Regions from separate parts of the Mus musculus genome. Here region 1 is linked to region 2. The links are chromatin contacts, called in public Hi-C maps. All regions are on one chromosome and are shown on one strand. Each heading gives the region's core, a stretch centred on a gene start, on an enhancer-like site or on the middle of the called end of the contact. The rest is flanking DNA. Distances are from core to core; before and after follow the strand shown.

What was found. Hi-C and Micro-C count contacts between places; a contact is called where the count stands out from the background.
Region 1: a Hi-C map of uterus shows a contact between it and region 2, with 2.9 times the contacts expected there. The contact joins two enhancer-like sites. A contact is called at or near these places in 10 of 15 datasets of contacts at CTCF or cohesin (CD8 T cells, the G1E-ER4 cell line, the NIH/3T3 cell line and 6 more), 228 of 484 Hi-C or Micro-C datasets (3T3-L1-derived adipocytes, the AML12 cell line, the AtT-20 cell line and 122 more), 48 of 115 datasets of contacts at active chromatin or transcription factors (the HPC-7 cell line, the NIH/3T3 cell line, PVALB interneurons and 34 more) and 4 of 9 other capture datasets (adipose tissue, embryonic stem cells, liver and 1 more).

The regions. Positions count from the first base shown.
Region 1 is chr7:66,649,787-66,652,486 of GRCm38.p6, forward strand. All of the region lies in intron 5 of Asb7 (ankyrin repeat and SOCS box-containing 7), which reads right to left. Among named protein-coding and RNA genes, the nearest start is that of Asb7, 38 kb to the right of the region's middle. Within about 2 kb of position 1,300, at least 47 of the 459 cell types and tissues checked have an H3K27ac peak or open chromatin away from gene starts, as enhancers often do. A contact at or near this core is called in uterus, where this site is marked.
Region 2 is chr7:66,441,357-66,444,056 of GRCm38.p6, forward strand. No RefSeq gene overlaps it. Among named protein-coding and RNA genes, the nearest start is that of Gm33515, 14 kb to the left of the region's middle. Within about 2 kb of position 1,380, at least 30 of the 459 cell types and tissues checked have an H3K27ac peak or open chromatin away from gene starts, as enhancers often do. A contact at or near this core is called in uterus, where this site is marked.

The sequences.
Region 1 (2,700 bases), core at 50-2,549, 210 kb after region 2:
GCAGGAGAGCTCAGGCTCTCTCTCCATCATACACTGTCAGAGATACCTGCACCATTAGTGCTTAACTGAGTTTACCCAGCACCAAAGCATTTAAGACAACATTCCATTAAGTTCCTTATTTGTTTGCAGTGTTTCAGGGGAGGCTTGACGGGGGATTCTCTGGCAAAATAGTTCACTCACCCAGGGGCTGGTGAGGTAGTGCTGTGGCCACTGGGAGTCTACATGTTCTGGAATGCTCTGTTCAGTGGAGGTCCTAGGCCAACGCATATTGGAATGCTTTTCTCAGTTTCTAATTTTTCCTTTGTTTCTCCTTTAGCGACATGCCATGAATGACATCCTTTAATATTTTGGAAGAATGTGGTCTTTTAAAGCTCTTTTTAACCACATGTAACTCCTTACTGCAGAGCTGCCTTGAATGGTAAGGGCATACTGTAGTGGTTAAACTCAACAATCCTGGAGTCAGGACACATGCTTGGCTCCTAGTCACTCACAACCCACATGGTCCTCGCCAAGGTGTTTAGCCTGGTGCCTTAGTTTCTTCATAACAACACCTACCTCAAAGGTTGTATAAGAAGTAAAAACATTCACTGTGGCAAAGTGGTAAGACCAGTGTAAGGCAAACCGGAAATAACCAGAAAGCAAATTCTAAAAATATTAGTTGCTAAACACTTATAGGGATAGTTCTTCTCATTTTCAGGAAACAAGAAGGCCATTCTTGGAAAGTGGTCTTCATCTTCATGTGGAAAGATGGTAAGAAAGCAAGGCTGGAAAGGGGCAAGTAGTAGCCACTAGCAGGGAACAGTTGGCAAACTGCTGGAAGCCACTGTTATGACTTCAAAGGGCTGAATATGAAGACTTTTGCTGTGTAAAAGGACACACGGTGGCAGGGAGTGGGTGTCACTACCTCCCTGCGCACACCAAGAAGTGAACTCCGTTGGCTTGTCAGCATGCGGAGGCAACAGCAGGCTACTGGCAAAGGGCAGTAAGGGCACTCAGGGCTACTGTGCCTCCACACACATCTCGGGAATCCTTCTGCAGGGACAGCATCTTGGGACTAGGAGATCATGATTACAAGATTAATATTTATTTCTTGTCAACGGACCACAGGAAAGCATCGCCTGAGAACCCACTGCATGCTTACCATGCTTCTCTTCTTACAAAGAAGAGAAGGAAGGAGGAGCAGAGAAGAGGACACAGACGACAAGAGGAGGGACAATCAGCAGACCTGCACACACCACCCACTAGGCATCACAGGCAGCGAGGAAGTGCTGCTCCACAGTGGGCTGTAACAGGGAGGCTGAGGCCAGCTCCCCACAGACTGTAATTTATGGACTCATAAACACTGGAGGATGCAGCAGGAACTACAAGGTCTTCAGACTAATGAATGCCAATGGGATTACACAATAGTTCAAAGAGTTAATCTTTCCTAGTGTGGAGAAGCCTATCATTATTAATAACCAGGCTGGCACAAAATAGGAAATCTGCTGCTGACCGTCCCAGTTTAGAATCAAGAGGAAGCCTGAGGGGATAACTTAGAAAAGTACCTGTCCCAAAGGCCTCCCCACCTCTACACACACCTTGTGGCTTTCGTGAGGGAGGCCTAACTGATTTCTTAGGATAAAGATATCTACACTTGGGCACTAGAAAGATGACTCAGCTGCTAAAAGGGTGTGAGGTGGTCTTCCAATTTCCAGCACCCATGCCAGCTGCTCACCACCACTGATCACTCCAGTTCCAGAGGCTCTAACGCCTCCGGGCTTTGTAGACACCTGTACTCATGTACACAGACACCCATCCATAATTAAAAATAAATCTTTAAAGCATACTAATTACTCATAAAGGTAGACGAAGACCAAACATCTGAAACAGTCAAGGGTAACCACACAGAAGATGAAGTCCTAGGCTTCGCTGTAGAGGGGGACAGTGATACAGAGGGGAGTAGGCCAAGAAACCGAGGGCGCTTGCTGCCCTCCTCCAGACTGCTTCAGGGTCTGTCATTCCCTAGAGGGCCTCTTCATCTCTGCCAGCATCCAGGATGGTCTCCTAATATTTCTGTTTAATTCCAGCTCCCATTTTAAAATTTGACTTTTTATTTTTGAGACAAGGTCTCATTATGTCGCCCCAGCTGACCTGGAACTTATTGTACCAGGTTGGCCTACACTTCACAGAGATCCACTTGCCTTTGCCTTCTGTGTGCTGGGTTAAAGGCATGCCCTGCCACATCTAGCCAATGACACAGTATTCTTTTTGCTCTTGCTTCTAAAGTCCTCTCACTGGGACTAAGTATAAAGTGGGGTAAACAACTCTTGCTTTGTAGGTCCAATGGCCGGTTCTAGCTCCCTTAAAATAAAAATGGCAGTATTGACTTACAGTTCAAACATACAGTATCAGCTTTCTGGCATAAATTTATTGGTTACATTTTCCTCAGGTGGCTGAGCACTGGTGGTCTGAATGAGACGCCCTCCATAATCTTGGGCACAGAAATGCTTGGTCTCCAGTGGGTGGCACTCTTTGGGGTGCCTTAGGAGGTGTGGCCTTGCTGGAGGAAGTATGTCACTGGAGGTGGGCTTTGGGAGTTTAAAGCCATTCCTTTTGCTAGTTCACGCTGCCTGGTGCTTGTGGCTGCTGCTTCCTGTTCCTGCTGCCACGCCTTTGCTCTGCCCTTCAGCCTCTCATCCTTTCTTCTAGACATGCCTTGTC
Region 2 (2,700 bases), core at 130-2,629:
TGCACATGGGGACAGGGATGGGATGGGTAGGGGACATGAGCCTAGTCTACCCCAACCCCCTTGTAACCATAAGATGAGTTTAGGGTGCTATCTAATGCCTGGATCCATGTCCCTGGGCAGGTAGGCTAGGCCTGGTTAGGTCATGTGGTGTGGAACTCCCCCTGTTATCCCTCTGCCATTTCACCCCCTCTAAAAGCAAAAGCCAGAAACCCTCTTTATTCTCCCACGTTTTTCTTCAGGGAGTTGAAGGTACTTTTCTTACTCCATCATCATGCAGTGGATGGTGTCTGTCTCTCAATGCAGCTCCTTTCTGGACCTGAAGGTCTGCTTCTCTCCCTCAGGGTCCCGACTCCTATCCCAGCTCCTCTTGGGTTTTGAAGGGGAGGCCCTCTCCTTCTCTTCCTCTGGGGACCCCATTGTGATGTGATGCTGTATCTCCCTAAGTCACTCCCCCACTTTAAGGCCCAGCCACAGCCCCTGTGAGCTCAAGGCCCTCCCCTAATAAGACTCATCCCAGAGTCTAATCCTGTGGCAGCTCCTTCCCTGAACCTGCGGCAGGTGTTCAGGCTGATCTGACCCCGTCATACGCACAGGTAGCGGGTGCTTCTCCTGTGTGCGTACTCAGAGCGGTGCACAGGTAATCTCTCCCAGGCCCTGACTTGTGATATCCCGGGATCTTGTCTAATTCTATGGCAAAAGGCAGAAGATGAAGGAAGTAAGGGACCGAGGCTCCATAAGACGAATCAGGAAACAGGAACCCTCAACACCAGAGGTACTGGACCATTTTAAAGCTGAAGGTGGTCTCTGAGAGGTGTAGGCAGGCCCTCCCCACCCCCATCCCCAGCAGCAGATGTGAGAACTTCAGGAGGATCCTAAAGGCTACTACCTGCTTACAAACTCAATTTAATAACTGCATGGGAGAAATATTTTCAAACGTCTCTCTTTCACTCTGTCCGCCGTGCCCTTTGTTCCCCTCTCCCACATCAGTGTTGTGTGTGAGGGGGTCTGGAGCCAGCTCATCTAGATATGCAGGCCAGACAAATGTAAAACATGCTGATTTCTTCTTCTTCTTTTTTTTTTCTTTCAACAGCTAGTCCTGCCAAGCCCACTTCAAGGAAAAGGGCTGCATCATGTTAGCCCCATTTTGGGGAATGGTGGGAATGTCTTCTTTCTTTTTTTCTTTCTTTCTTCTTCTTTTTTTTTTTTTCTCTAGGTTTCCGCCTGTGGTTACCTTGCTAGGCTTCTCAGGCCCTTTGTGTCCCTCTGTCAGCTACATCTCAGCCCTTCCTGGCTCGGTTCCTCAGCACATCTGCTGTGGGCTCAGGGCCCAGGCATTGTCCATTAGCGGCTCCATACAGAGAGGCCTCCGCAGTGGCTGCACAGCTGGAGAGAGACCATACCCATGTATACACAGGCTCCCTGCCTGTCCCCCTCTACCCTGAGTGTTAGAAACTCAGGTTTCCTGTGAAATCATTGCCTTTGTAAACCAGGAACCATGCATGCAGCCGAGTTCCACAAGCCAATGCAGCCTCAAATGTTTCCTTCTCAGGAACGTCCCTGTGTGGTTGGGATGTTGAGATGTTGTTGAGAAAATATGCGCTTTGAGAAGGGGAGGAGAAAACAAGAGCTCCCTAGTCTGGGGCAAAGAGCCTTTACGGAGTGTCATTAGGAGTCCTGGCTGCTGTACACACTGGGGAACGTGTTTACAGTTGCTCCCTTGAAATGTGAGTTACAACTTTAACTTTGCCTAAGGCCTTTTCAGGATCTGAACTGGTTTCTTCGAAGGCATGGCACCACTTTACTATGCAACAGCCTGACATGACACTAAATCATTTTTTAGTTTCATCGAGTTGAGCCAGAGCCAAGGTATTCTCGGGTTGGGTTTGCACGTCAGCCTTTTAAAATAGATCTACAGTTAAAAAGAAACACACTAGAAAATACTTATCGCGTCAGTTCACTCCTGTTGTTATCCAACAATGATCTCTGTCTTCTGCAAGACACCTTAAGTTCTAGGGGCCCCAAAGGATGGCTCCAATTTCCATGCATCAGCGGCTGTTCCCCGATGCCTAGCCTGAATGCCACACGGCAGCAGGAGAGGGCCGGAAGAGGCGGCAGGCCATGGCAGAATGGGAGCCACACTTTTCCAAGGATGCCACAGTTAGGCAGCTCCACCAGGCCTAGGAAGGTACAAGAGCCTTTGTGATGAGATATTACGGTGATGCCTCAGTGAAGTTACCACCTTGCTGTGCTCCATCATCCTTCCTATGGACCCTGGATCCACTGAGGGCCAGAGTTCTCTCAGGAATCTTCCATCCTCTGCACCAAACTTTCCCTTCCCTCTTCCTTAACCCTACCATTGAAATATCTGTCTTGACTGTGGTGGATTATCCACATGCTGGCCTCCCTACCAGTGAGAAGAGGGTCCAAGGTCTTGCTCTTGAATATTCCAGACAGCTATGCTGCAGAAGCCCTCGTAGGTACTTCAAGTGGGATGCAGAGGCATAGCGTTCAGGACAAGTTCCCTGTTCGTACCCAACGCTCAGCACAGACCCCCATCTGTCTCTCATGTCTTCCTCACCACTCTTTTGGACCAGTCCCATGCTGCTGATCTGGGGCTCTCCAGCCACATTCAGTTCAGAACACAGTCCGGAGGTGAGATAAGTGTGAGGACGTCGGGTGTAGACGATGGGAATCTTCTTC